Linked DNA regions of Mus musculus: regions 1, 2 and 3 are each linked to region 4. Evidence: chromatin contacts called from public Hi-C and HiChIP or PLAC-seq data. All regions are on one chromosome and are shown on one strand. Each heading gives the region's core, a stretch centred on a gene start, on an enhancer-like site or on the middle of the called end of the contact. The rest is flanking DNA. Distances are from core to core; before and after follow the strand shown.

Region 1 (7,344 bases), core at 3,316-5,815, 180 kb before region 4:
CTCCCCAGCCATCTGCTATTAACTGATGCCAAGGAATAAGCCAGACTCTGTGGTCATAATACAGAGGGCATGGGTACTGATGACTCTTTCTCCTCCCACCTCTTTGCATGTGTACTTGTGGTGTGTTTGCTCACATGTATATGAGCATGTGTATATGCATGTGAATGTGTGCGTGCGCGCGCGTGCTCGCGCTCATGCATGCATGTACAAAGGCAGAGGTTGTCATCAGGTGCCTTCCTATAGTCCTCTCCACTTTTTTTTTTTTTTTAAACTGAGGCAAAGTCTCTTGTGAACCTGGAGCTCACCAATTTGGCCAACTAGCTTAACCAGTTTGGTCCAGCAATCCCGTGTCCATCTCTGGTGTTCTGGGATTGTAGCCAGGTCGCCACATCTGTCAAGAAAAGCCATTGCATTCTGCCTGCCTACACTGACCCCTTGGTAAGTGCATCTGTGACTTCCCAGCATGTACAATGGAACCTAACTGAATATATCCCATATTAATATGCATTCATTCTGCCAATCCCATTATTTTTGAGACCCCTGTCTGATAATACAGCTCTTCCTAGGTCTGTTTTAGGTTCCCTTTCTTCCCCCAGCCAAGGAACAGGGGACAACACCAGTAGAAAGTTGGATCTCTGAACTTAATTATTGGTTTTTACAAGGCTCATCTGCAACCTACACTGTGTGGGTTCAAGGACTTATCCAGGGCAGCAGAATGTGTGGTGCATGATGAAGCAGAGTTTGGGGGCAAAGAAATAAATAGTCACTATTATGGAAGAAGTAGTTATCATGAATCTATTTTTAATCTCGCCTTCCTTTTAAAGATAATCGAGGCTGTCTTCTTAAGAGGAAGAATCCAGGCTTTGATATGTGGAAAGGTGCAAAGAGCTCTCCTCCCGTGGAAGATGCTAATGAGCCGCCATTTACCCCGCCTAGCCTTCATTAACTGCATTAGTCTGCATTAACACTTTTAAAACATCTTTAAAGACGCATTCAATTCCCTTTTTTTAATCTCTTCTTTTCTAGAACTGTGGAATCATCTTGATCCTCATCTTCATCTTTTCTTTGATGACAACTTTTGGTTTAATTTGTATTTGGAGATTGAAATGCAAATCTCCCATTACCCACAATCCCCTCCTACTTATGCTCTGCAACACTGTGGGAGTTGGGTTCATGGTAATTCTTCATCCCAGCCCCTTCTCGCTCCCAGGGTGAGCTGGGGGGGAGGAGTTTGCTCTGTAAATCCCAGGGCACTTTATACAAGTACCGAATGCTGTGTCACGATAGACTGTACCATGGTAGGAAAAGCTCCCGTGGCAGGGACAGGAAGAAGGCTGGGTGTATAAGAACACTTGCTTTGCAAGCATGAGGATTAGAGTTTGAATCTCCAGCACCCACACCATGTAAAAAGCTGGGCCTAACTGCCATGTGTCTGTAAACCCAGCATTACGGGTTGTCCCGAGATGTCACTGGCCAGATAACCTAACAGCCACACTTCTGGGTCAGCAAGAGCCTTGAGACCCACAGAGGAGGGAATTCTACGCCTCTGCTTTGCTTATAAGCACAGGACACAAACCCACACACACATGCACCCACCGCGAACATGTGCCACAAACACAAACACATTCCCTATCTGCAACGTAACAAAATAAAACATAAAAACATAAACAGGTTGGCTTCCAGGATCTTAAAGGTCTTATTCCTCATGTCCCTCTGTCCTTCATCATGGTGTTCTCGTGCTGAGGAAAAGGCTGTGGATGTTTGCAAGTGAAGTGCCTCACAAGCTGTACTTGTGGCTGGGCCCAGCAATGTAGGCCCGTGGTCTTAGCAGCTCAGGAAGCTGGGGATGGAGGGAAAGTTCAGGGCCAGGTCTGACAGCTTGGTGAGATACTGCCTCAAAATCGAAAGTAAGAAGAGGCCCAAGGACATAGCTCAGTAAGAGAATGGCAGCCTGGGATGCCATGTCAGCTCCTAACACCGCAGGGAAACACAACATAGGCAAACAAAAGCCATGTTGGTTTTCCATGAAGCTCAATGTAGAATTGCTGAATGACCCAGTCATTCTACTTCTATTCTATATGTAAAAAAAAAAAAAATTGAAAACAGGTGCTTTCACTACACACACACACACACACACACACACACACACACACACTCCTTCTCCAATATTCAAAAGTACTGTTCATAATATCCCCAAAGTGGAAACAGCTCAAATGTCCATCAACAAATAGATTATATGAACAAATATGGAGTACTATTCAGCCTTCAAAAGGAATGAAGTATGAGCTGAATAAAGCACAGCCTGAAGGAGCCTTGGAAACACTTTGAAATGAAGGAAGCCAGGCACAAGAGCGCAAGTACGCATGGATCCACTGATGCTGCGGCACGTCCTGAGTCTGAAACAGAAAAAAAGGGGAATAGCAGTTGATAGAAACATCCTGGAAGTATACAGAGGGATCGACACACAGAACTGAAATTATGTCAAATGCCATTAATGCATTTAATATTTAAATTAAAAATAAATGATTAAAGGTCACCATAAACTTAATATAAAACCATATTGGTTTTTCCACAGGGAACTGTGTTTATTTTTCTTCTCAAGATCATCTGAACTTCAGGTTAAAGGTTATAGGATGTCTGGAGAGGGAGGGGAGAAGAGGGAGACGGGCGACTTCAGTCCTGGTAGGGCAGAGCCACCCCTTCCTGGCAGGGTGCCATGGGCCTTTGACATTCCAAGCTGTGTAACTCACTGGCCTTGTTACTGTGGCAAAATACTTGAGCAAAGCAGAAACAGAAAGGTTCATTTTGGCTCAGATTTGAGGGGACAGTCTGTCATGGCAGGGCACGGCAGCGCATGGCAGCAGGAGTTGGAGAAGACTGCAGATAGGAGCCAGCGCTTTGCTTTCTGCTTCACTTCCACGAGTCCGGGGACCTCAGCCCCTGGATTGGTTCTCCCCACGGTTAGGACCGGCCCTCCCACTTCTTGCTGCTCATCTAGAAACTCCCTCACAGCTGTACCTAAAGGCTCACTGCCTAGGCGATTTAGATCCCGCCAAACCGGAAGTATTAGCCATCATCCCAGGAGCCTTGCCCATTTCCTCTGAGAAGGAGGCTAAGGATGCTGAGGCCCACGTGATCAGTGGGAGGGTAGGGGAAGCCTGGATGACTTTGCCAGCACTCACTGGTTGCTTAGTGAATACAGGGTCTGCTTTCCCTCTGCATCAGCAGAGGTTACCATCTCCAGGCTGTAATAAAAGCAAGTTTAATCTGAAATATTAGAGATTTGCAAATCCGGGTTATATGATGGAGTATAGGCATATCTGGGGAAGCAAAAACAATACTAATGCGGATTTAATTTTTAAAAATTGTTATTTATGTGTACACATGTGCCTGCTTGTCTTTATGTGCACCATGTGCATACAGATGCCAGAAGTGGATACTGGATCCCCTGCCCTTGGGTTCTGATCTACCTAATGTGGGTGCCGAGGAACAGAATCTAAGTCCTCTGCAAAAGCAAGAAGCACTCTTAACTGCAGAGCCATCTTTCCAGCCCCAACTTTTAATTTATTTTATTTCGTAGTACCAGGTATTAAACTCAGGACCTTGCACATGCGAGCCAGTCAAGCACCCTACCGACGAGCGATGTGAACAAGCCCTTTTATCGATGCAATGTTGACGTGTGAGGCAAGGTCTCACTAAACTGCCCAGGTGAGGCTTAAACGTGGGATCCTCATGCCTCGGCCTCCCAAGCAGCTGGATCACACAGGGCCACAGCTCCAGGACTGCAAACCACGGTTCTAAAGGTGAAATGGGTCTGTGGCTACCCCATCCCCGGCATGCCCGAGCTCATCTAGAGGTGAAGGGAGCATGGCTGTTCTAAGGTCCTTGTTTACAGGGATGGGCCACATGCAGGGTCTGGCAGGTCCGTGCTGTCCGTGTGGTAAGATCTGGTAGCCTTTGGTCCAAGGCTCTGTTTTCCAGAGCTCTTGAAATATTTTTTATAACAGCATATGGGAGTGACAACCAGCTGACCCCAAGTCTTGTCTGCTCTATTAGATTCCCAAAGGACTCCACTTTAATTCGGACAACTTTTACGTCAGCAACTGAAGTCTCTGTCAGGGGACTCATGCAAAATAAGCACCTTTATCGAGGACCTCAGAAAGAAAAGGAGATTTTCCTTGATGAGGGCAGGACCCACGTTGCCTCAGGCACCCACCCCTTCCAGATGGCAATGGGGCATCAGCTCCATCACAGCCCGTGCCAGCCACCGTGTGCCTCCTAGTTCCATTTTACTCTAGGAAGAATGTGAGTCTGCTTGGCTCAAGTATGTGTGTTCTTGAATTTGCACATGTATTTGTGTGAGATCTTAACCCGGCAGGTGGGGTGTTGGGCACCCTTATAGTCCTGTAACCACTAGAGGCTGTTCATGGGAACCGGAGCACCAGGCAGTCAGCCTAGGGTGCCGGGAACACTGTCTTTCTGTGGCTAGTGGTACTGAGCAGGATGTGTAGAAAGGAGACACCCAGTGAGGAGGCCTGTGGCCCCAGGCCGCCACACTTTCTCTTCCTCTCTCTGACGGCAGAGGCAGCTTCAAGCCTGCTCCTTCCTGCTTGTGGCTGAGCTCAGTCAGTTCCGCTTTCACTCTTGTCTATAGCAAACCTTCTGCAGAACCTCAAGTTTGCCTCCACCAGGAAGTCCTCCAAGCCAGTGCTCTCCCCAGCTGTTTCCTTTTTAGGCTTTCTTTCTTTCTTTCTTTCTTTCTTTCTTTCTTTCTCTTTCTCTCTCTCTCTCTCTCTCTCTCTCTCTCTTCTGGGCCCTGTACACTTCATAGTACCACTAGTGTTCGTCTTCTCTATGCACACTGTGTCTTTTTGCGGTCTCTGAGGTCTCATCAGGCACCATTTATGTGTAGTCCTGATGCTATTAGCACAGCACTATTTGAACAGAGGTACCTGGGCTTTATAATGATGGAGACAGATGAGCTGTGGATGGAAAAGGACCCTGGGCCTTGAGGCCCTATCATTCCTGCCTGGGACCACTAGAGTCACCCTGCACAGATAAAGGATATTTGCGTAGACCACAGGGGGGAAATCTCAGCCTAATGTGCAGTAAAAGCAATTGCACAGTGGTGACTCTGGAAGAGATTAGAAGGAAAGGCCCTCTGCCTTGGCCCCTCAGGTGTGAGTCAATTTCCACCGACGAAGGCCTGCATTTGAATGGCTTTGCTCTCCTTGCTGACAGGGTGGCTTGGGCAAACTTCAAACCTTAGGCTTCTTCAGGCAAAAGATGGGGAAAATAAAAGCCAGTGGCCTGAAACTGTGCTAAGTGGCTTGGCTGGCCTGGGGCTAGAGGGCAAGCTTTAGCCTGCTGAGGGAGCCGAGAGGAGTCTTCAGTTGAGAAGACTGTAGAGGGCCTCTGAGACTGAGAAGAGGGGAAGGACCTCTGTTCTCCCTCTGCTGCAGGCTGGGTACCTGGAGAAGCAAACTCATAGGCCTACTTTCCTAGAAGGTTCATATTTCCAGGTTTTTATCCTAAAGCCAAATATACCAGAAAGGATTTTTCAGATTCAAATCTTGGGGTTTGCACAATTAAAGAGACCCTTCTAGTGAATGCTGCTTTAATGAGACTTTTCTCTGGGGCATCGGGAGGCAGGAATGCTGGTTAAGCTATGTCCATTTCCTTTCTTCTAAAGTCCCAATGACAACCAAAGTTTGACCCACCAAAGCTCCTCCACCCCATGAACCCATGAGTAAGGGGTTATTGCTGGGAGTGTGGGTGACCCCCAAAGTAGCCACTCTGAAGTCTTCGCCTAGCATGGACGATGGCTTCCTCTTGGCTACATAGCTCTACCTCTAATCTTTCTCAAACTGTATATATTCTAGCTCCTTCCCTAAGATCCAGAGGCCACATGCATACAAATGGCTTGGGGGAGCAGCTGAATCCTCTCTCTTATGAGGGAACACAGTTTTTCATTGTGCCCTCCGCCTCCAGCCTTGAGTAGAGTAAACAGACCCACAGTGGTTTTACAACCTAGCTGGAGTCTCTAGTCTCTCAGCGTTTGCAATTTCCTACAGGAGTAGACTGCCTGCTTTGCAACATAATCCAGCTGAAACAAAGGATAGGGTCTGTGGGCTTTCCCTGTATAACCACAGAGCTGAACATTAAACTTTGAGCCTTGATCAGAAACTTTGTCTTGGCATCATCCTTCTCTCGCACCCCATTCCTTTTTCATTTTCAGCCCCCCTGTCAGGTAACCCAGTTCATCCATGGCTGCTGGACAGCTACATATCATCAACAAGCCCAGCTGGGATTGTCTGAAAGCAAGCACACCTGAACTCATGCAAACAGCGCCTGTTTGGCTGAGAGGAAAGTGCTGTGCAGTAGCAGCCCATGAAAGTATGTATGCATTTCCACCCACGCAAGTCTGGGGAAGACGAGGGCGCTGCTGGAATATAGATCCCAGGTATAGGCTTTCTAGATTCCAAGCCAAGAAACTGCTCACTAAGCCCTGGAACTGCTGTCAGGGAAGGCTGTGCTGTGCACTTCTGAGTTTCGGAATCCCAACTAGAATCTGAGCAGTTGGCGACACACCATACACATATATAAGCAGCAGGAAAGCAGCCATGACACTGGGAACCAACCCACTCAAGCCAATCCCTAATCTGGGGGAACCTTTTTAATGTGACACAAGCTGTGTTGAGAAATCACTGGTCTCCCGAAGTGTGAGAAGGTCAGGGTCGTTCCAGGTCATAGTCAGCCTATGAGTTGTTCCCATGACGACGTTGGCAGAAAAGGTCAGAGAACCAGCCAGTGTATAGAATAGACTTTGCTTATTAATTGGTGATGGGGGTAAATTACCAACTTTTAAAGCCTTGGTTTCTTTATCTTCATTCCCTCAAGTGTGTGTTTGTGTGTGGTATGCATGGGATCGTATCCGTGTTTACATGTGTGGGGGTACTCCTGTGTGAGGGTGTACAATATCCACGGCTGAAGGAGGCAGCAATAGACCTTGCTTGGCTGGCTTCCTCCTCCCATTTTGATCCCACCAGGGCTGCCAGCCCATTGAATGGTACTGCTCACATTTAGTCTTTGTCTCTGTTACTACGTCAAATGTCTCTGGGAACACTGCCCCAGATACACCCAAAAGTACACTTTGCATACCTCTTAGGCACCACTCAATCTAATTAGGTTGACACTGAAGATCTGCAGACCTGTGGCTTTCCCTCCTTCTGTCTTGGGGGGAGTAGAAGGCCTGCAGGGACCACGTGATGTGGGAGGCAGGAGGTTTTGAGATGAGCTGGGCTACACTCTGAGTTGGGGGTAGGCATAGAGCCCAGAATACTT
Region 2 (7,251 bases), core at 1,929-4,428, 240 kb after region 4:
CCCTGCATGCCCTTCAGGGTGCTTTCGTGATTGCACTGGGTGCCTTTCTTAAAAGAGCTTGAGTTGGGGCCTCGTTGTAGCCTTCTGTTGCTATCTTTCTGGATCTCTGAGTCTCCTCACTGGGAAACCTTCCAAGAGGCAGCACTGCTGGGGGTGTTGCTCAGTTGGTAAGAATATTTGCCAAGCATGCCCGAACCCTGAGTTCATCCCTTGGCACCATATAAAACAGGGGTGGTAGTGCCTGCCGGTAAGTCCAGCACTGGGAGATAGAGGCAGAAAGGGAGAAAGTTCATGGTAATTCTCATCTGTGTAGTGAGTTCAAGGCTGGCCCAGGGTATTTGAGACCCTGACTCAGACTAGTGGACCATCTGTAAGTGTAGGGTCTCAGGAATACGCCAACAGAGAAGTAACTAGAGAGACGAGGAATGGGAACTCTTGCCCCAGCCCCCTGAATAGCACCACTGGGGCTCAGGAGGATATCAGAGGGAACAAGGACCTGGCCTCATGCAGCCTCTTTGTAACGCTGCCAGCTTGTACTTTTGGTTGGCTTTTAGGTATTTACTGGGCCACATAGTCAATATCTTCCAAGCTCCCAGGGGCTTTCGGGGAGGAGTCGCCATCCAAGCCTTAGTCCGTGCTGTATCCTAGGAGCCAGTGGCCAACTGTTTTGTTCCTTCTTGACAGAGGGGAGAGGACAATGAGAGCTGCTGATTAGCTGGACTGGTGTGACCAGAGGCCTATGCTTCTGGGGGCTTTTTGGCAAAGGAACAGAGAATGGTGTTAAGAAAGCAAACCAGTAGAAGTCAGTTCCAAATTGCAATTTTTAAAAAAAAAAAAAAAAGCAATAACCTTCCCAGCTCTCATGTACGATTCTAGAAAGTACGGCGAAAAGCAAACCAAGATTCTTTTGACACACCAGGAAGAAGGCTAATGGCCTGGATTCTAGGCCATGCTGGGCACTGGTGGGAGGGGGCACCATTAAGATGCCATATACGGGGCGTGCCTTCACTGCACTCAGGGAAGTAGAGTCAGGCTAACCAGTGAGAGGTGGCTTTGATAAACCACAAAGGTCAACTGTGATTTATTAAAGTGACCTTGTTTTTTTTCCTTGTGGGTCCTGACCCTCCTCCTTTCCTGGCCTTCCTGCCTCTCAGAGAGAGAGTCCAGCACGGTAAGTGAAGGTGCTTTTGGTGTAGGGATGGGGTGCGGGAGGAAGATGGGCCTGCCTAGAGGCCTGTTCCTAGAATTACAGGCCTGGCAAGTAGCCTGTGCTACCCACAGCTAACCCCAGTTTCCCGTTCTGCTCTGTGGGTGGAAGCTGGGGTTTTTATTTATCATTTGTTTATGTGTGCCCACAGCTAGAAGACCTGGCTTCAGGACTGGTATGTGGGTGACGGTGTCTCTACCCATATTCAGTACTAGGGGTAGTTACTGTCTATCATAATATAGGAGTTGCTGTCCTCTGTTGAGTGACCTTTAATTAGGGAAGCTGTTTAACTCTAGGCACTTGCCTGAGTGACCTCCAAAGCCCCCCTTACAAAGAGACATGGTCAACTGAAGCCATTAGCCCACCAACCTACATCTTCCAAGGGGCTCTTTGGAGTCACTGGCCTGAGCCCTGCGTTCCCGATGCTGCCTAGGTTGATGATGGTTCATCAGCCCCGTAGGCTGGATGCCTACTTCCGGCATAATCCCGAGCCCTCCTTTCTCCAGATGCCCAAGGTTTCTCCCTGCTCTGCACTTTGACTCTGTTGAAAAAAGTGCTAGCTAGCAGGTATTAAGGCCAGGCCGCCTGCGTGTCTGCCAGCTCAGAGATTTGCTGTAAATCTTTCTGATCACACCGAGGCTCCAAGGTTCTGTTTCAAGTGAATAAGCCCTCTGAATAAGCACACTGGAGTCTGGATAAAAAAAAAAAATCCTCCAGCGATTAGCAGAGCTATTTTATTCTTCATCGCAGAGCTTGTATCCGGGACCATCTTAATCTGCTAGGATGGCTCTCCTTATTACCTCATGTTAAGTAGGGCTTGGAATGTCAGGCCTTTAACTAGCCGTCCAGGCAGCAGCCTCCTCGGGAAGCTCTCTCTGCTTGACCCGCCTTCCTTTCCAATCCCTCCCTCCATCCAGACTGTTCTCATACCTCCCTCCCATTAGCTGTCTCTTCTTGCCCTGCCTGCCTGCCTGCTCAGAAATCCAGGCCCCGCCCGCCCCCTTGGGCTCAGGAATGGCTAGGCACAGAAGAAAGGATTGATTAAAGCTCAAGTCCATTTTGATTGCTTTGGTGTTGATCCTTAAACAGTGGCATACTTTTGGAGAGGCAGTTTCCCTACATAGAAGCTGGACTAGGTATGTCCACCTGCGTTGTCTCCCAACCCCACCCCCAACCTCCACCCCTCCCCAGCTTCAATCCAATCTCAGCCTTATGAGGTCTTGTGTCTTGACCTTGGAGCCCCTGTCTCCTCCTGCATGTCATGGGGATTACCCTGCCAGACGGCCTCTCAGCTTTGGATAGGCAGACCCCCTGTAGCAGGGCTCATTACTTGGTTAGCAGGAGGCCTTCCCCAGGAAGTGGGCATTGAAGCCCATTACCTACTTCTTCATACCTATTCGCTTTTGGCTTTGTGCCCTTGCTGAAAGCTTTCTGCCAGAAACCCAGAGGGACCCCCAAGTGTGCAGCCCCCCCCCAATAATGCTCCTGGCATCCAAGCTAGGCTGACTCAACATGGGAGCTGGGGAATGAACAGGGATGAATCCCATGACATCCTAGGGCTGGGCAGCTCAGGGAGGGCACCAGTGGGGGATGGGGAGTACTCTGGGGGCTGCATCCTCAGGGCCATGGTGTTGGATGGTGGAGATTGAAATAATCAGCCTTAGGAAAACAGCTTGTCAACAGTCAAGGCCTCCGGCAGGAAGGACAAGGCTGTGTCAGAGAGGGGAGGGGGCCGGGTGGACAGGCTGGAAGCTGTCCCAGAGGGGTTAGTCTGGAGTCCAATTAGAGGTAGCTTCATTCATATTTCCTTGCCTAGCTGAAGCAATAAAAAATACTTAGTTTTTTGGCCGCCTGCCAACCAGAGGCGGGCTGGATCGATGCCGCTAAATGCCTGACATGACTCTCCGGTAGCGGCGAGGGTTTTCAGCCTGACTGCATGAGAAGAAAGAGTTCCCTGTTCTCGCACTGGGTCGCAAGGAGAAACACGAGCAGCCACCCCGTCCCCTCCCTCCTCTCCATCACCCGCCTGCGCAGGGGCAGCCAGCCTGAGGGGCTGGAAGCATTTCTGCTTAGCACGGGGTGGCCGCCACCATCGGAGGAAATGAAATGAAATGACGGTGATTTTTTTTTCTGCCTGTGCTTGCAGCAACTAATTGAATTGCGGCTGTGAGCGCATCGCCGCCGCTCGCCCGGCTGCGGGGAAGGTTGAGCTGCAGTTCCATTATAACCTCCATTTTTTTTCTTCAAGGCTTGATAACTCTGCCATTTTAATTTGCTTCAGGCAGAAACTTGGCAGGGAAGGGCTGCCCAGAAAACCGGCTTAGGAAAGGAAATTAAGTTCTGCGGCTGGCTCCCTCCCACACCATTCCCCCAAACCCATCCACCTGCTGGCCACCCCGCCTCGTTCCTTGCCAGTGAACCCCATCCCTGGGCCAGCATTGGCCTCTAGTAAAATGGGGAAAGGAGACAAGAAGGGTTACCGTACCTGCCTTTAGTGTCCCTCTTTGTAAGCACATCGTCTTGCTCTGGAGTCCCACACGACTCCAGCATGCATCTTTAGCCTGTGTGGACTCCAGCATGCGTCTTTAGCCTGTGTGGACTCCAGCATACATCTTTAGCATGTGTGGACTTGTGGCCACTCTTATCCCTGTAGTTAGACCGGGGTTCTCTGACTCATCCTATCACTCCTGACATTAATGTCAGTCTGAACAAGGGTAGGTTTATCAGTACTTTTCTTATCACTAGGATAAGATAACTGGATCGAGGAAGGATTATTTGGCTCATGGTTTGAGGGTGTACAGTCCGTTATGGTCACATTGTGACTTGGAGGAAGCAGGAGTGTGGGGTGACTGGTTACATCCTAGCCACAGTTAGGAAGAAGCTGGCCTGTATCAGAACTCCCCTATAATCCCCTGTGGCCCTGTGTCTGCCAGCCAGAATCCATGTCCAGAAGGTTCCAAGGACAACCCCTCCCCCCAATCAGCTGGGACCCCTTAGCCTGTGGAGCACTTCACATTCAAACAGTGGTGCTTGAGGTAAGCCATTGAGTTCACTGAGGGGGCGCTAGGCCTTCAAGGTTTGCAGATTAGCCCTTGCCAGAGGTTCCCCCTCCCTGTGCACAGCCACAGGACACCCTGCTTCCAGCCTTCCCTGCTGCTCACCTGCCTCAGATCTTCTCTTTCTCAGGCTTGTCATCCCTAGGGATTCCCCTCCCTCCCCCTGGAGCAGAGGAAGAACTGAGAAAACTCCCAGTGCTCTCTCCCCAGCATGAAACCTACAGTCCTCTGCTGGGAGACCTTAGCTTGCTCTCTTGGGACACTTGTCCCCACCCTAAGGGAAAGGCTTAGTGGCCTTGCAGGCTTTGTGCCTTTGTGACACTGGCTTGTCTTCCGTTTGTGGGAGGATTGGCAGTGGAGGAGCCCGGGCTCAGGGTTGTTCATCTCTGCTTAGGGCTTTATCTGCAGCTCAGCACCTTTTCTCATTCGCTGCCCAACTTAAAATGGAAGTTCTTCATGTATGCTCATCTATGGCTCAGGTCTGACTTGAAAAGACACATCTTTCCTTGAAGTAAATAGAGTGACGGGTGCCCCTCACCCTCTTGGGACCTTGCCTCAGGCCAGGAAACAGAAATAGCAGTACCTTGCTTCTAAAAATTGATATCTTGGGTAAGTTCCCAGGGACCCAAGGTGTCCTGGGAACGTCGTGGGTGAACCACATCTGCAGACACAGGGTATCTGCCCACCTCCGTCTTCTGGCCCTCTGTCATCCGCTTACTCGAATGTAATATTGCCTGTGTGCAGTATTATACAATCAGCATGGAGGTTTGACCCCAGGGTCCTCTTCTTCCAGAACAATTCCGTGTCACCCTCTGAAAGCCTCCGGGCCAGTGAGAAGCACCGGGGCTCTGCAGACTACAGCATGGAAGCCAAGAAGCGGAAGGCGGAAGAGAAAGACAGCCTCAGCAGATACGTACGTAGGGGTCGGCGAGTGGCTTCGCCGGGTAGGGTTGTGACCTCCCTTTGGCCTCGACTCTGGCAGTTGAGTTCTGAGTCTGAGAGGCTGGTAGTTGTGTCAGGGCCCAGAGAGAGGGAGAGGTTTATACATACTCTGTGGTCAGGTGAGCCATTGGGAGAGAAATGGACAGGGGCATTACCCAAGCCTACATGCAGTCTTAGGAGAGATGAAGGTCCTAGACACCTCTCTGCTGCACCCCATGCTCCAAGGGAGTGTCCTGGGGTACTCCAATTGTGAGCCCCACCGTCTACACAGTCCACCCCAGGCATCCAGCCACGGAGACACAGTTTGTAACAACCTGATGGCGTGACCTTAACCTGTGAGATAACAGTGGGATCACGGTTACATGTCCTCCATTGCCAGACTGAACAGGGGTGAGATTTGAGTCTAGAGGAGGGGCTACTGCCAAGCCATCTTTGTCCCATCTGGCTGCCCTGTGGCTCTGATCATGTTACACAGAGCTCAGTTGTGCTACAGAGTGAAGCCAGTCACCTGCCCCAAAGTGATGGGGGGAAGGAGATGCTGGCTTTCAAAGGCTCAGGACTATCGTAATGAGGCTGCTTAGACACGTCAGAGCCCCAGAGGCTGCACTACAAAGAACTGGGAGGAAGGAATTCCAAGGCTGCTCATAGAGGGCAGGGGACCCAGCAGCCGAGAAGCATGAGCTTTGGGGTTTGGTTGGGGAAGTTGTTGGGGTGCATTGTTAGGCTTGGGCAGATCAGGGGTCCACATGCTCTTACTGGCTTCTCTCTTGCTTATAGGATAGCGATGGGGACAAGAGTGACGACCTGGTGGTGGATGTCTCTAATGAGGTAAGGGCAGGCCCCAGTTGCAGGTGGGGTGATTTGGGACAGATCCTCTGTAATAAGGTCTCTTCTGCCTGCTGCTGGAGCCGGGCAGTGGTGCATCAGGGAAGCAGGGAGACAAGTAGCTTCATGTGTGGGAACTGAAAGGAAGCAGCAGTCTTCGTGTCCCATAGTTGTCTAGGGTGGCCCTATCTTCCCTCTCCAGGGTTGGGGGAGTATGCTTTCCTGGAGAGAATTTCCCATAAGGCCCTGTGAACCTTGCTGGTTAGCATTCTGGACTTGTATGTGACCTGGGGGAGGTCACCCCACCTGTGAGGTAGAGGGCTCAGGGTCTAGATTGTTCAGAGCTAATCCCCTCCCACCCGTGCCCATTACCTTCCTGTTGCTAGGGCAGGGATACCTGCTTTCAGCTTAAAAGCTCTGTTACACTTGTCCTTTCAGGACCCAGCAACACCCCGGGTGAGCCCAGCACACTCCCCTCCTGAAAATGGGCTGGACAAAGCCCGTGGTCTGAAGAAAGATGCCCCCACCAGCCCAGCCTCCGTGGCTTCCTCCAGCAGCACACCTTCCTCCAAGACCAAAGACCTTGGTCATGTATGTGGGGGTCTGTCCTGGCACCTTACAGAGCTGGGGGAGGGGAGAGACAGGAGGCATGCTTGCAGAGGCTAGAGCTCCAGTCCTGCTGCCTGCAGGGTGGGAATTGGGTGTGGAAAGAACGTGGCTATTAGGATTGGCTGTGCTTTAATCATTAACCCACACTAGTGAATGTTTTGGAGCCTTGGTTTCTGCATCTTTAAATTAGAAACTTTACCACGGTCCCTGCCAGCTAGAGACTTCTGTTCAACCCATGCTTGGCTTCATGTGGGACCAGGGCTAGGCATTTTGCCCAACTCTTGGGAGAAAGGAATCCTCATGGCGTCTTGTGGTCTCTGTGTGTCTTCCCTTCTCAGAATGACAAATCTTCCACACCTGGGCTCAAGTCCAACACACCAACGCCAAGAAATGATGCCCCAACTCCAGGCACCAGCACCACCCCGGGGCTCCGGTCAATGCCGGGCAAACCTCCAGGCATGGACCCGATAGGTATAATGGGTAGGCACAATGGGACCCGGGTCAATCTGATGGGGGAGGGGAGGTTGGTCCCTGGCTAGATAGAGCCAAACAGATGGCCAGCAACATAGGGTGTCCAAGCTGGGGCTTCACAGGTCTGCCTGGTGATCTTTC
Region 3 (7,283 bases), core at 4,580-7,079, 220 kb before region 4:
AGACAAGTGCCACCACCTCTCTCTTGGGGGACAGTAACCATGGCCATTTTTTGTGCCCCCGATCATTTCCCTTTATCCATCCTCGGAGAAGTTCTAAGTTAAACCTGACTACACCCCTCTTTTGCTCACATTTCTCAAAGGCTTCCCTTTGAATTAGGCTTCAAGGCCTTAAAAGGGCTTGCAGGATTGTTCGGTGTGGATACAACTCATATTCTCACTGCTGGTGGAGGTGGGAGCCACCATCATTTCTGTCTTACAATTGAGGGCTTGAGCCTTAAGGGGATTAAAAGAAACATGTCTAGATTCACATAGGTAGTCGATGGCGGGGCAGCTCAGGTCTCAGTGGTAAAAGCTGGGAGCCTGCTGGGCGGGGTATGGATGTAACTTTTTCAGATCTGTTCCTAGCCAATAGAACAGTGCCTGCAACTCAATAACTGTTTGTGAGGTGAATAAATTAAACAAGAGATGTTCAGTGGGAAGAGGCAAGTGTAAGGCACAGCCTGCTCCCCACCCCTCCTCTGGATTCAAACTTATTAAACTCATTGAGGGGACATGAACCAACACTAGCTAATCTACTCTGGAGACATCTGTTATCCAGAAGAGAACATGATGACTGGCTGCTTGGACTGAGCTGCCTACATAGGGTTCAGTTAGATGGGGCTCAGTGCAGACAGAGGTCCTTGGATCCATGGAGTGGCTCCAGGGCCATTTCAGGAGTTTCATAGTAGCAGGTACCTGGAAAGTCCTGACTTCAGCACTTAGGTATGAGGGTGGATAGGGAAAAAAATCCCAGCATGCATTGCCATTTCATCAAAAGTGGGGTTTGTTGGGAGTTCTCTCAAAGAAGGGAGCTTTCCATTTGAGGACTATTTAGCTATATCGGAATTCACTTTTGTCTGGGCTTCTGATGAGTAGAGGTGAAGGATGCTGGTAGCATTCTCCCACACACTGCAGAGTCTACACGGCAGAGACTCTTCCCACACACTGCAGGGTCTACACAGCAGAGACTCTCCCACACACTGCAGTCTACACAGCAGAGACTCTCCCACACACCACAGGGTGTACAGGGCAGAGACTCTCCCACATACCACAGGGTCTACAGGGCAGAGACTCCCACACACTGCAGAATCTACATGGCAGAGACTTTGACAGTCCAAATGTCATCAGTGCCTAGGTTGAGATTTAAACACTGAAGTGCGTTCATGTGGTGAGTGAATGGTGTTTGTGCTGGTGTCTTCTCTAATGGCTTGTCAGTGCAGCCTGTGACAGAGAGGGCACTGAGAGCTGACAGCTATCCTTCTGTGTCCTCCATATCTCCACTCTGAAAAGCCCAGTACCCCTTATGGTCTCCTTGGCATCTCCTCATCCTTCACTCTTCTGCTAACCATTGTGGGACTAAAGGTTAGAAGCATTTCGAAAAGAGCACAGTAGGTGGTTTTCAGGTGTGAGGGTGCAGGTGATTCTCAGGTGTGAAGGTGCAGGTGTTTCCCAGACGTGAGGTCACATGTGGTTCTTGGGTGTGAGGGTGTGCATGTCTCCCAGGTGTGAAGGCACAGGTGGTTCGCAGGTGTGAGGTCACAGGTGGTTCTCAGGTGTGAGAATGCAGGTGCTTCCCAGGTGTGAGGGCACAGGTGGTTCTCAGGTGTGAGGGTATGGGTGTCTCTCAAGTGTGAGGGATCTCAACTCACTTAAGCAGGTGCTGGTTCCTTCATATAGTGGCCTTGCCCTAATGAGGCACAGCACCCTGCTCCCACCCTTCCTCCCCACTCTTCTTTCCTGGTAGTTCAAATGAAGTCTCTCCTGGCCCAAGCCAACTCCTGAATCTCCAGCTTCTGTCAGCCCCTGCTGCCGGCCCCTATGCTGGGTAGATTTTGGTCAACTTTATCCAAACTAGGGTCATCTGAGAAGAGGGACACTCAATTAAGAAGCATCCCCCTATCAGATTAGCCTGTGGAGGCATTTTCTTGACTATAAGATTGGTGGAAAGTGGCATAGTTGACTGTAGACAATGCCACCCTTGGGTAACCTGGGATATGTACAAAAGCACAATGAGCAAGTCAAGGGTAAGAGCCAGTAAGCAGCATCCCTGTGACCTCTGCAACAGTTCCTGTCCTGACTCCCTTCCCTTCATGCTGGACTACACTGAAGCAGAAATAAATCCTTTCCTCTTCAAGGTGCTCTTGGTTATGGTGTTCTCTCACAGCCATAAGTCAGCCCTCTGCTGGAATTCCCACTGCTCAGGGGGCAGTGCCCATATCCTAGCACCTGTTCAAGCTGTTAGGAGCCTGTTTTGGAGTCGTGAAGAAGTGTCTTCCTCCTCTTCGCTCCTTCCCTTCCTTTCTCTGTTATTAAGTGTGGACTTTTTCAGTGGAAAAAAGAAGAGCCCCTCTTCCAAATGGGTGGGCCACGTCCAACGTCCTCATCAGGCCCAGATGCCAAAGTTATTTGTATTCTTGACAAGATCTCTGAGATGCTGATCTCTCCTTCCTGGAATTCATGACCTCCAGGACCCCCATCTCTGTGTCCCTATCTTCTGTGCTGTGAGTCACACAAAGGAATTAAAAATGTGTCCCCTCTCCAGAGAAACTTAAAATCAACAATGGCCTTGTGGGTGACAAAATCCCTAGCCATCACGTCCTAGCCTCCAGACTCTGGCCTTTTGCATGAGATCTCGGGTCCTACCCACAGGGAAGAGGCCAGTGGGGCACCTGCCACAGGCCTCAAGGGATAGGAAGAGAAGGAGGAGGAAGGGGAGGAGGGGAAGAGGAGGAAGAGGAGGAAGAGGAGGAAGAGGACCATTCTCCTTCGGCCTTGTGCACAATCCTAATGGGCTTAAGAACCAACATTCATTAGTAGTCTGGCCAATAGTTAAGCAGAACACTTCAGGGGAGTTTTAGATCAGGAAAGGACAGAAGAGAAGGAAAAGAGGAGAGAGAGAGATGCATAGAAGGCATTCAGCTGAGAGATGTAGTGGGCATACGGAAGAGGGTCAGCTGAGGGATGCAGGAGATACACCAAGGGAAGGTCAGCTGAGGGACTCAGCCCCTTGTCCTACGCTTGGGAGGGCAGCTTGAATCCTCCCAAGGAAGAAAATGATAGTGCCTAGGGTATCAGGGAGGGCCGGGGCCCATTCCATTTCTCCAGCAGAGTGTTTGTGTGGCCTCTGACCAGCCTGAGAGTGCAAAGAGGTTAAACACTAGGATGTTCCAGGCATTAGAAGAGAGAGGTGGTGAGAACTAAGATGTTCTGTGGTGATGGAGGGGGTAGGGGACAGGGCAATCATCTGGCACAGTGTTTGGCTTTTTTTCCCCCTCACCCAGGAGGGACCAGATATTTTAGACTCTTGGAGCTTTAAATGCCTGTTTACCTATATTGTGCATGTGGAAGCCAGAGGGTGATGTGCAGCATCTTCTTCCTTTGTCTCCATCTTCCTCTTCCTCCTCTTCTTCCATTTTCTTTGTAGCTTTTCTCCCCATCCACTCTCTTAAGTCAGGGTCTCTCAATGAACTGAGAGCTCATTGAATATCTGATTGTCTAGGCTAGTCAGCTAGTCAGGTGTTCTAATATCTCAGCAACCCAAGAGCTGGGGTTCCAGGTGTGTGCTGCCACACATGGCTTTTACGTGGGTGCTGGAGAGCTGACCTCAGGTCTTTACGGTCGTGCAGCAGGCACGTTACCCACTGAGCATGCTCCCAGCCCCTCACGGGTTTGTTATGGCTTTTGACATCGTGGCAGCAAGGAACAGCCATCGTCAATCTGAACAGATAGGCATGACAGTGTCCCAATTAAATAGGTGGCAGACTGGGCTTAAACATATATCTGGGCTAGACCCTTGTTCCTCAAAGTGTAATCTGGGCCAATGATGTGGGCTTTATTTAGGGGCTTGCAAGAAATATAGGATCTCAGGCCCCAGCCTGATCTATAGAAGCAGACTTTCATTTGGATGGATCAAGCCCCATGGGACTTTTGGAATTGAAGAAAGGATTTTGATCTTATTTTCCAAGATTCCTTTCAGCATCTGGGTCAATACATAAAAAATGACAGGAAGCAGAATTTCACCTCAATGTCAGAAAGTGTTCATTCTCTACTTCAGAATCTCTGTCTTGCAACAGGTGGCTACGTAGGCAGTGAGTACCCTATCCCTGGTATGTTCAAGTCAGGGCTAGATTCACAGTTGTTCACAGAGGACACGGGTAGGGTAAATAGCCTTGTAGCTGTGTGCCCTTGCCAAGAGGCAAACTGCCCGAATTTGAATTTGTGGACAAGAGGACATTTCATTGATCTTTGATCTCTTTGTAGATTCTCTACTTGTCCAGTGGGGGTAACCAAGGACTTCAAAGGATGGTCCCATGCATCAGAAAGAAGCAGAAGAGGCCCTTAGCACACACAGAGTGCCCGGAGTCGGCTCTTAGTCCGTTATATAATCCTACAGCAGAGAGTCGTACTTTACGGCTGGACTAGGGACCTGCCTTTGTATGCGAAGTCTCTCCTTCCAGCTCCGAGCTCAGCAGCAGGAGACGCTTTGGGGAACACCAGTCCCAGCTGTTATGTTTCGAGTGTTTGGTATGAGCCAGGCGTTATGAAAACCTTGCTTAATGACTCAAATTACTTTCAGATACTTGCTGGCATGGAAGAGTGATGAGATTAGAATCTGTTGCCGTCCAAACGCTTTGCCTGTTTCAGCTTTAGAGTCAACTTGAGCCCAGAGACGATGCGCACAGCTTGTTACCGACAGATTTATGCCATGTGGAGGGCCCAGAATTCCCCTAGAGCTGGTTAAAGACCTGCCTCCACCCCACGTCCGTGTCTCAAGATCACGGTGGCAGGAGCAGGTTATTACAAACAAACAAAAACCCAAGGTCCCTGCAGGCTCTGGGTTGAGTTACTAGAGGCATCCCAAGATTCGATGTCTCTGTCCACACAGCTTTTGTGTGCACGGATGGAAAGAGAACTCGGTTTTAGCCATAGGCTCTGTTTAGGATTCTTACTGTGGGTCCTTTTGGCTGTGTGGTCAGGGGCAAGGCTCTGGTCCTCTCTGAGCCTTGGTTTCTTCTCTTCTGCAATGGAATAATAATGCAGCATGCTCCACCAGGTCACAGTGAAGATGGAGTGGGAGCGTCAGAGCACCGTGGCTTGCCAGGAGCTACACAAGTGGGGCTTGTTGTTTTGATGAAACCCACAAGGCTCTTTGAAGGCTCTGCCTCCCCCTCAGTACTGGCTACATCACAACAGCTCAGTATGTACTTTATGGCTATCAGAGGAGCAAGAGACTTTCCTCTTGGAGGAACTGTTCCTGTGGGGTGGGGACTAGGGCAGATTCCCAGGCCTGGCCAGCCCAGCATCTAGCCCTTGCACTCAGTCTATGATGCACAGGTCCCTCCAGGCACTCTGCTCACCTTTCTTCCTGGCTATAGCATTGGATCATTTTAAAAACAACAACAACAACAACAACAAAACACCAACAGCATGAAATTCTTTTCTACCCAAAGAAGCCTTTCAAAACCAACATGCTGAGTTTTTTATGGTTTCTGTATATATTTTGCTTCCAAAAGATGGGTAGAAAGAACAGCAAGGATGGCCCTTTGTGCCCAAGGACAAGATCGAGCAAAGCTCAGGGAGGCCTTTCTGACCTCTGACTTCCCCCCATTCTACCTCCTTGTCCTCACTCCCTGGCACGAGGTTTTTGATGTGCTCTGGCTAATTAATTTAAAGTGACGATCGTCTCAGATGAGGCTGTAAATTACTTTCAAATGGCCCAGCCAGGGCCACCCACTACTGGAAGATCACATTGCAATGACTACATCAAGGCTTGAACAAACCCTCGACAAAAGGGGAGGGGAGATCCTAAAACCTCAAGTAAGAGCAGATTTCCATGCTATCCTCACTGCAACCCCAAGAAAGTGGAAACAGATGGATGGCGGCTTTGATAATGAGCGCAGCAATCAAGTTTAGATTAAAAAAAAAAAAAGCTCAACCCGACCCAGAAGGGATGGGTTTGACAGTAAAATCCCAGACACATAATGTTCTGTTTAAGAGTCTATTGACATATTAGCCGGGAAGAGAGTGGGCGCTGGTGCTGGAAGAACCTAACCGTTTCTCCTGGAGCACCCTCCAGTGTCCCCTGGCCTCGGAATGCAGACTGCTCCACGCCCTGATGGAAGCCACCTCAGGGCCTTTGGACTGGGCTGATGGTCATATTTCCCCTGGAAATCACTAAGTGTTCTCAAGAGAATTGCCTACTGCCTGCTGCCAGGTCTGAGCGCAGAGCAGAGGCGCTTCAGTGTTTAATCTATTTATGCTTTGGAGTTAGCGTGCATATATGTGATTTGGGGCCCAGGGGCTGGTGGTGGGGACAAGATACCAGGGGCAAAGACAAGGGCTTCAATATTGAGAGAAAAGAATACTAACGATGTGGCTGTGGACTTGGACTGGTGCCTCGGTTTGCCAATCTGACAGTTGGGTGACTTGTGGCAAATCTCACTACTTCTAGGTGAGAAGGGCAGTACATAAATGCACTGTGGAGGTCGGAGGTCCACTTTGGGTGTCATTCCAGGATACTATCCACTTTGGTTCTGATTTGAGACCTGAGTTGTCTGGACTAAACTCAGTTCTTCATGCTTATATGGTGGGTGCTCTACCAACCGAGCCATGCTCTTAACCCAAATCCTGATACGGTGCCTCTATTGTTTTGTATATAGAATGAAGACTGAGCAAGCCCAATTTAAGGGTTCCCATGGGACTCAGGCATACTGTATGATTGGTGTACTGTAGCCTTACCTGATAGATTCTAGTGGCCTATCCATATCTTTTCTGGTGACTGACTTGGACTGGAGGAGGAGGAGAATAACACAGGCATTTGAGGGCTGGCGCTTTGCTTTCTCCAACTCTGCCATTCTCCAGTCTCAGGTTTGGGGCTGGGTTGTGTCTTCAGACTGACCCTCAGCTTTCTGCCCACCAGCCCAGGCTATGAGGGGCGGCTAAGTAAGGGACAGAGCACCCCTGTGGATTAGCAACCACGCCAGGCAAGGGTGCACTCTTTGCCCATACTTGGCACCTGCTGAACACTCAATAAATGGTGGTTGAAACAGCCAATCAATATGGACAGGGTTTGGACCAGGAAGAAAAAGTCATAGTTTTGGAAAGTATTGAAATAAAATCAGTCCCCACCCCCCAAGAGCCCCAGGAACTTTCTCTAGGGAGGTATTTGGGAGAGTGGAATGCCATGGGTGTACACCACGCAGCAGCAGGTTGTTGGAGACTTCTGGAGAGGAGACAGCTTCAAT
Region 4 (7,837 bases), core at 3,957-6,456:
CAGGGAAGTTCTCATCTTTCTTCAATTAATACTTCTTGGAGAGTCTCGGCAGCGGGGCAGGAATTTGTTAAATTACATAAACATCATTGTGACCCGTAAAATTCAATGAATCTCGGCCTGTTTACCCGCGGCTGGCTTTAATGTTTGCACAGTGTAATTTAATGTGTCAATTTGCTCTCAAATAAAAAACATCTGGCCCTCTGACATGCCAAAGAAACTGGAGAGCTGATGTTCAAAATCGGTGCTGAGCTCCAATCCGGGACGACGCAACGGAGAGGGAGGGAAGGCACGAGGCTGAGGAAGGGAGGCCTGTGTCAGTCCCATCTACTTCTGGCCTCATGACAAACCCCTGTTTGCAAGTCTGGAAGACGCAGTAGATTTCATCCTAATTAGAATTAAGAAAAGCCAGGAAGAACACATACCATCTTTAACTGGCACCCGTTGTGCAATTAAATTTCCTGCGGCTGTCCCTGCCAATATTGACGTTCATATGATTGGATTTTTAACAATCTTATTATTTTGTAATTGAGAGGAGCAGGGAGAAATGACACTTCTCTGTGGCGATGAGCTTCATAGCTGGAGCACTGCTCCCTGCACTGGGGTTGTCTGCCTGGCCTGAGCTCCCTTCCCTGTGGATTCCCAGGTTGGAGCCGGAGGAAGGGATGGGAGCCAGTGCTTTCCCAGTGAGGTCATACCTTCCACACAACTTGGTTCTCCTCCACCGGATCCCCACACGGCTCAGGCTACAGGCAGAGGCAGGCTTGGCAAGGCAGGGTTGGGTTGGAGGCCTGGCCTACATAGAGCAGCTTAGGAAACTTGGTCTTCTTCTGAGTGACAGGTGAAGGCCAAGACCTTGGATGGGGACTACAGGACTCTGTGGATGAGTTCTTCCCTGGGACACGAAACTAGAGGGACACCTTGTCTGCTTCCATTTTCCGCCGTGCCCTTTCTTTCCCAGGATCTCAGGGTAGGTCTGGCCGAGGAGACTCAGGATGGTTTCCACTCCCCTATTTCTCACCCCTATAAACACTTGAGACATCCTGACGAAAAAGGGCCCGGCATGGAGCCTTGGCAGACACCCTACTGGAAAGAGCCCGAGTCTGCTCTGCCTGTGGAAGGCTGAGGTCACCACAAGTTCAGCCTTGCCTGAGCTGAGCAGAAGGCAGAGAGAGAGTCCTCCTTAAGGGAGTCCTCAAGAACTGCTTGGGCTAAGCAGCAGGCTGACGTTTCCCTCTGAGCTGTCAGAAGGGATTAGGCAGGCTGCTCTGTCAACACTGCTGATCCTCCTGCCCCCTCCAGGACAGCCAAGCCTCTTCCTTCAGATCCTTGGGAGCCTGGGCTTGTACCAGTCAAGTCCTTGACATTTCAGCATGGCTGGGGGAGCCCTGTGTTTGCCGCAATTGAGCCCTGGGTAATTACACATTTTCCTAAGTGGTTGCTGTTTTCCAAACCCAAAACGATTTTTGGGAGGAGGGTAAGAAAATGAGCTGTCTGTCTAGCATGTGAGAAACGGAAGACTGATGGGGAGGCTGAGAGGAGAGAGATAGAGCGAGTCAGAGAGAGACAGAGACAGACAGACAGACAGACAGAGACAGACAGAGAGGTCTCATGTGCACACATTGGAGATAAGGATCTAACAACAGTTGTCTTTCTTAGTCACTCACTCTACGTTGTACTTTAAATTATTTTATTTTAATATCATTTTGGTGTCCTTTTGTTTTTGTTGTTTGTTTGTTTGTTTGTTTCTTTTTGAGACATCATTTCTCTTATAGCTTTGGCTTGTTGGAACATGCTATACAGACCAGACTGGCTTTGAACTCATAGAGATCCACTTGCCTCTGCCTCCCACATGCTAGGATCAAACACAAGTACCACCACAGCTGACTTCCACCTTCGTTTTTGAGACAGGGTCTCTCTGAACTGGAAGCTAGTGGACTTGGATGAACCAGCTGGCCAGCAAACCTCAGGGATGCCCCTGCCTCAGTTTCCCCGGTACTGGGATAACTGACATGCCATCATGGCTGCTTGTTATGTGGATGCTGAGGATCTGAACTCAGGTACTCATGTGTGCATGACCAGCCCTCACCAACTGGATCACCTCTCCTAGGCCAGCAGTGGAGCTCTGGAGGTAGAGAAAACCCCACCCCAGTCAGAGCTTCAGGCTGACCCCTGAGATGGCCAGACAGCAACTCTGAGGAAACCCTCACTCCCCTCAGCTTGTGCCAGGTGCCAGACACTGGGGTGGCATCCAAGGACAGAACTGAGGAGGTCACAAATCTAGTCAGATGCTAACTGAACACCATGCAGGCTGCTAACTTCAACAAAACATCCTGAAACAATTGTCACTCGGTCCTACAGGTAGAGAGGAAACCAAGAGAAAAAAACAGAAGCTTTGAGGAGGACAAGGCAGGCTTCATGGAGGTGACTCAGAATCCCCAAGGACGAATAGAAGTTGGCTCTCCTCATAGAATCACAACAGAAACCCTGGTCTTGTACCAAGGGCCCCATACCAATTCAGTGTCTAAAACTTACCAGAGCCCTGTGAGGTAATATTTGTCTTCAGATAATGGAACTAGAGAGTGCAGGGACAAAGCATTCTGGCCCAAGGAAACAGAGTGTGGGAAAGGACATACCACTGAGTACAGAAGGCACTCACTAGAGAGGAGGAAGGAGGGGTCACAGATGGATGAGAAGCTAGAATGGAAGAAACAAGATGCACTTAGCCAGTAGCATTCTGCAGAGCTTGCAGAGATGGCTGTCTTCCAGAGGATCTGAGTTGAGTTCTCAGCACCCATCTCACATACCTCCCGCTCCAAGGGGAACCTGGTGCCTTGTGACCTCCTGCACTTGTATGTAACATCCCCCCCACACATATTAAACATAGAAAATAATATTAAGTAAAATAAAGCATACTGTTACCCTCAGGGAAAATGGTGTCCTCTCCCACTTTCCACTCTACACTGTGTCATCTTCCCACTCTACCCTATAGCAGGTCCTGGGGTTCCCCCACATCACTCACCACTAGGATCTCCTCGTCTTCCCCACCCCTAGGTAGAGAACTAGCTGAACTAAGGGCTGTCGCTTTCCTGCAGGGAGCAGGAGATTCCTTCCAGTTCCCCTCCCCTTCACCTCAGAAAGCCCCAGGACAGAAAACCGAAGACCCTCCAGCTGGACCTCCTCCTTGGGGGGTGGAGATGGGGGAGACAGAACTCTTCTCTGACATCTCAGGCCATGGAGGGGAAGTGTCCTTGCCTGCCTGGCTTCTGCTTTCTTAAAGACTATTTGTGTCTCTTTTCCCTCAACAGTCCTCCTTACACACACACACACACACACACAGAGAGAGAGAGAGAGGGGGGGGCGTCTTGTGTCCACTCCAAACATAGATGACAAGGAGTCTCAGAAAATCGGCCTAAAGAAACACTGAACAAACTGTTTCCTGAACAGGCCTATCATCGTGACCCTTGTAAGCCAAGAGCTCACTTTATAACTTGGGAATGTACAAATATTTACAGTTGTGGGGAAGGGAGCCAACATCTTCTAGAGGGTCCCAGGATGGGAAAGGAGCTGAGGTCTGCCTAGCCAGTCTCTCCCTCACTATCCGGGACCTTACAGGATCCCCTGCACCTGGTCACCCTGTCTCTCTGCCCCTAGTTTTGGGTCTCTGCAGCCTCACAGTAGCGTATGTTCTTTCTCACAACTTTGGAAAACCACTGTCTCCATTTATTCTTGGGTTCCTGCCTCCATGGTCATGTTCCCTTGATAGGCTAGCACAGCCTAGCTGGCCAATGTCCATCTCAAACTATGACTTGCAAATCTGTTTCCCGTTCGACAGCTGAGTGGCTTGTCATGCTCCCACCCTGTGCCCATCGTTCCTGGTCTCAGAGACACAGCTTGCTCTCCATGCAGCGTGAGAGGGAGAGACGGTGGGAACAAACTTGTCCCGGATGCCTGAGCACCGTTCTAGCTATCTGAAACCAGCAGGTTCAGGACAACCCCAGGGAGAAGACATTCTTCTCCATTCATTTGGGAACTTGGTCTCCTGACCTAGAACTGAAAATACAGAAATAAAAGCAGGAGGGTCTCCAGGCCTAGTGACTTTATTTTATATTCTGTATCTGTATTGACTTAGTATCAGGGGAACTGGTTTTAAAGCTATTTCCTGTGTAATTAACTTCTCTAAGCCTAAGGTGACTACCCTGTCCCAGTTTGCCTAGACTTAAACCTGTGTGTGTGTGTGTGTGTGTGTGTGTGTGTGTGTGTGTGTGTGTGTGTGTGTGTAGGGTATGACATCCTTGGGTGTCATTTCTCAGATGCCATACACCTTGTTTTTTGAGTCAGGATCTTTTGCTGGCCTGGAATTAATCAAGTAGGCCAGGCAGGCTGCCCAGCAGGCTCAAGGGCTCTATCTGCTTGTCTGTGCAAGGACCGTAGATGGATGTGTGCTTATGGCCCACAGGAGATTGGACTAATGTTCTCATGCTCGCATAGCAAACACTTACTGACTAAGTTGGCTCCTCAGCCCCAAACCATCTTGTTGGGTTTGGGGTTTTTTGTGGGGAGCAGGGAGATGTTTTGGGCTTTGGTTTTGGCTTTTTACAGTGGTAAGACCTGTGTCCCCAGAGACTACTCAGTTCTGGGCAAATGGGTCCAGTTGGACACCCTTTAAAACTAATTCCCTCATGATGAAATGATAATAGTGGAGTTTCTGTGAAGTTTCTCTGAAAAATTGCTCACTCAAAACCTCCAGGATGCTGGCATATATACATACATGCACATATATGTACACATGTTCATATATAGGCACTCAACTGATGATTTCTTAAATTGAAAACTTAGTTTACTGTAGCAAGTTAGGAAGATGCAAGAGTGGAGGGGGGCTAAAAAATGGGCTTCCATAGTTTAAATGGGTAACGATTTTAAATGTTGACGAACATAAGGAGATCCCTCGCAGAGGGTCTCATGGCTCTCTCGTAGGAGTGCCCCATTAAGGTTCAGTTAAGTGCTCCAGGTGAGACTTCCTCTGACAGGAAAAGCGCTAATCCCATGCACTCTCACATCTGAAGAAGCAAAGTGGATGAAACTCCCCTGAGCAGAGCCACAGGAAATGCCTTAGAACCCTGAGTCTTAGTCTTATGGGTTAGCACCTGGCTACCCTGTGGCATTGGCTTTTGGCCAGGAGATAGGACAGGGAGGCACAGATGAGAGGCTCCCACGAGAGCCTGAGTCTGCAGTTCACCCCCTGTGACTGCAGACGCGTAGTCTTCACACGTCCGGTCTGGTCACCACATCTGTAAAATGAGGAAGAGAAAGCAGACAAGGTGTCTAACGGACAGACAGCAAGGAGGTCCAGAGCATGGGTCCACCACCCACGAGGCACCCATAGGGCAGTGGCTTTGGGGGCTGTCATTGTACCCTGTGCCTTGGCCCATGTCCTCATAAGTGATGATGGTGTGAACTAAGGCGCTTCTTGGTGCATGGGAAGTTCTCAGTAAGTACCACTCATTTTGTTGTCCGCCCCCTACTCTGGGCCTAACATGGAGGTCAACCGTGCCATCCTTCCCTCCCTACATCACCAAGGGTTAATGAATAATAAGCATTTATTAGGGTGTTTGGTTAGGTTCCTTTTCCCTCCTGAGCCTGCCCTATCACTCAGCTGGCTCATGTTGAACTTGAGGCAGACTTTAGAACCTCTTGATCTTTATGAGAGCTGTAGGCAAGCCAGGTCTCCCTCACACTGCCCTTGTGCAATTTCGTTTTGGAAACCGTGTTCGAGACATTAGATTTATTGATGCTGAGTTTCATCTGCTTGCTTTTGACCCAACATTCTCCACTGTCGAGATCATCCCAGACTCTAAATCTGTCAGCTCCTCCAGCTTGGAGTCATCTGCAAATTTGATGCACATGTTCCCCACATCTTCATCCAAGGTCTCAGCTTGAAACAACTATTTTTATAGATAAAAATAGACACTGAGATACAGGCCATTCTGCAGATCAGAGGGACCCACACTCAAGGCTGAGCAGCGGGGGAAACTCACCATGTGGAAGCAGGGGCTTACGACCCTAGATCAGATGTAAGACTTTTCCATACGTATGCCACTTACATGTGCCGGTATCTTCTCCCGAGGTTCCAGAATGTTTCCAGTGATGACAAGGAGAGTTCACTTCAAGGCCACCTGTGGTCACTTCCAACTTCTAAACCTGAGTCTACCAGGATGGGTTGAGTCTGTTGGCAACAAAGGCAGCCCCCAAAGCCAAGACCTGCCTTTCCCTATCCCACTGCTTCTCTAGCCAAAGATACCTGCTACTCATCCAAGAACTGCATCTTTATTGGCTCAGGGAGGTACAGGCCGTGGTGACTTAATACACTGCCTGCTTCTAGGGGGGTGGGGGGAGGGTCATGGAGTCTGAGCCACACTAAGACAGAGCTGCTCTCGGCCACCAGGAGCTGCCCATGGTTCTGAGCACAACCAGCCCAGGTCTTGAGGGCATCCTGTGTTACAGCGCAGGGTGGCCGGCAGGGCTTACTAACAAGAATGCAAGTCAGCATTATGGGAAAGGCCTTTGGCAAAGTACTAGGAAAAAGCTAGGAAAAAAAAATCTATGAGAAATTTCCTTAGAAAATGGTTTTAGAATAAATGCACAGGAACAAGTTCTATTTCTCCAGATAGTGGGACAACTCTCTAAGTAGTTTGGAGCTTCTCAAAGCCTCATGCCCACCTTCAGCCTCCATACAGTAGCAGACAGCTGATCAGATGTCCCCTAGCCCAGGACAGCCTTGTGGCTCTTGGAGGCATGACCTACTCTTTTGCTTTTGTTTTTCATGAATAAGTGTGCAGTCTATGTGCATATGTGTTCACAGATATGTGGGCACAAGTATGTGCTGTGCGTGGAGGCTAGAGATTGATCTCTTGAGTCTTCTACACATTGCTCTGACCTTTATTCCCTGAAGAGGGACTGACAGTATGGCTAGTCATGCTAGCCAGTCTGTTCCAGGGATCTCTGTCTATCTTCCAAGCATTGAAATTACAAGAGGGCCGCCATGATCACCTAGCATTTACATGGGTTCTGGGGACCTGAACTCTGATCCTCACACTGACTGCTTAGGCAGCAAGTGCCTTAGCTGCTGAACCATCTTCTTGGCCTATGCATCCCCCTCCCTTTGTAGGGAAAAGGATGATAAAGGCGATGATGGAGAGGGATGGTACCCATGACGGACCGCTGAGTCAGCCGTTGTTCTGGCCCTTCTCAACAGGCATCTCCTCTCCCTTGGGAAGCAGATGTTTTGTTATTCCCATTTTACTGAGGAGTAAACTGGAGCCCACTGTGACTGTAAGCAGACAGATCGGAAGCCCAGTCTCTGCCCATGACATTGCAGCCTGTCTCTGTAGTAACCTCCAGCTGGCTTTCTCATGACTCAAGCAGCCTCTTGGGGACAGAGCAAAGCTGCTCACCAGCCCCTGTGTGTCACCAACCCCTGTGCTATGTTGGGTCAGAATTCCAGGCTCACTGGAGAAGGGGCAGAGCAAATCTGGTGACTTAGCCTTTTAGTGCATATGGCATCAATCTCCTTTGTCCCTGGACAATGGCCCTTTAATTAGAGCAAGCCCCCGGTTATGGGTGGCTGTAAGCTATCATGAAGGTGCTGAGAACTGAACCTAGGTCCTCTACAAAAGCATTAAATGTTCTTAATTGTTGGGACATCTCTTCAGTACCCACAGTATGTATCTTAAATGTTACCCCCAAGCTCATGTGGTAAAGGCTTGATCCCCAGTGTTACGGCATTCAGAGGTGACTGGATGACAAGGGCTTTGAACTCACAAAGGGATAGATCTGTTAA

What was found. Hi-C and Micro-C count contacts between places; a contact is called where the count stands out from the background. HiChIP or PLAC-seq counts read pairs in DNA pulled down with a chosen protein or histone mark.
Region 1: a contact with region 4 is called in an H3K27ac HiChIP or PLAC-seq map of microglia, with 4 times the contacts expected there. The contact joins two enhancer-like sites. A contact is called at or near these places in 3 of 484 Hi-C or Micro-C datasets (the N1E-115 cell line, astrocytes and nephron progenitors) and 2 of 115 datasets of contacts at active chromatin or transcription factors (microglia and neural progenitor cells).
Region 2: a Hi-C map of uterus shows a contact between it and region 4, with 2.7 times the contacts expected there. The contact joins two enhancer-like sites.
Region 3: a Hi-C map of uterus shows a contact between it and region 4, with 4 times the contacts expected there. The contact joins two enhancer-like sites. A contact is called at or near these places in 10 of 484 Hi-C or Micro-C datasets (bone marrow-derived macrophages, nephron progenitors, palatal mesenchyme and 2 more).

The regions. Positions count from the first base shown.
Region 1 is chr9:60,987,121-60,994,464 of GRCm38.p6, forward strand. It overlaps Gm51680 (a long non-coding RNA gene), which reads right to left. Exons shown (of 3, transcript XR_003948176.1): 3 at 922-2,396. Among named protein-coding and RNA genes, the nearest start is that of Gm5122, 26 kb to the right of the region's middle. Within about 2 kb of position 4,566, at least 142 of the 459 cell types and tissues checked have an H3K27ac peak or open chromatin away from gene starts, as enhancers often do. A contact at or near this core is called in microglia, where this site is marked.
Region 2 is chr9:61,402,298-61,409,548 of GRCm38.p6, forward strand. It overlaps Tle3 (transducin-like enhancer of split 3), which reads left to right. Exons shown (of 20, transcript NM_009389.2): 8 at 1,155-1,171; 9 at 5,057-5,176; 10 at 5,983-6,033; 11 at 6,469-6,621; 12 at 6,978-7,119. Among named protein-coding and RNA genes, the nearest start is that of Tle3, 34 kb to the left of the region's middle. Within about 2 kb of position 3,179, at least 106 of the 459 cell types and tissues checked have an H3K27ac peak or open chromatin away from gene starts, as enhancers often do. A contact at or near this core is called in uterus, where this site is marked.
Region 3 is chr9:60,942,997-60,950,279 of GRCm38.p6, forward strand. No RefSeq gene overlaps it. Among named protein-coding and RNA genes, the nearest start is that of Gm5122, 70 kb to the right of the region's middle. Within about 2 kb of position 5,830, at least 7 of the 459 cell types and tissues checked have an H3K27ac peak or open chromatin away from gene starts, as enhancers often do. A contact at or near this core is called in uterus, where this site is marked.
Region 4 is chr9:61,163,890-61,171,726 of GRCm38.p6, forward strand. No RefSeq gene overlaps it. Among named protein-coding and RNA genes, the nearest start is that of I730028E13Rik, 29 kb to the left of the region's middle. Within about 2 kb of position 5,207, at least 49 of the 459 cell types and tissues checked have an H3K27ac peak or open chromatin away from gene starts, as enhancers often do. A contact at or near this core is called in microglia and uterus, where this site is marked.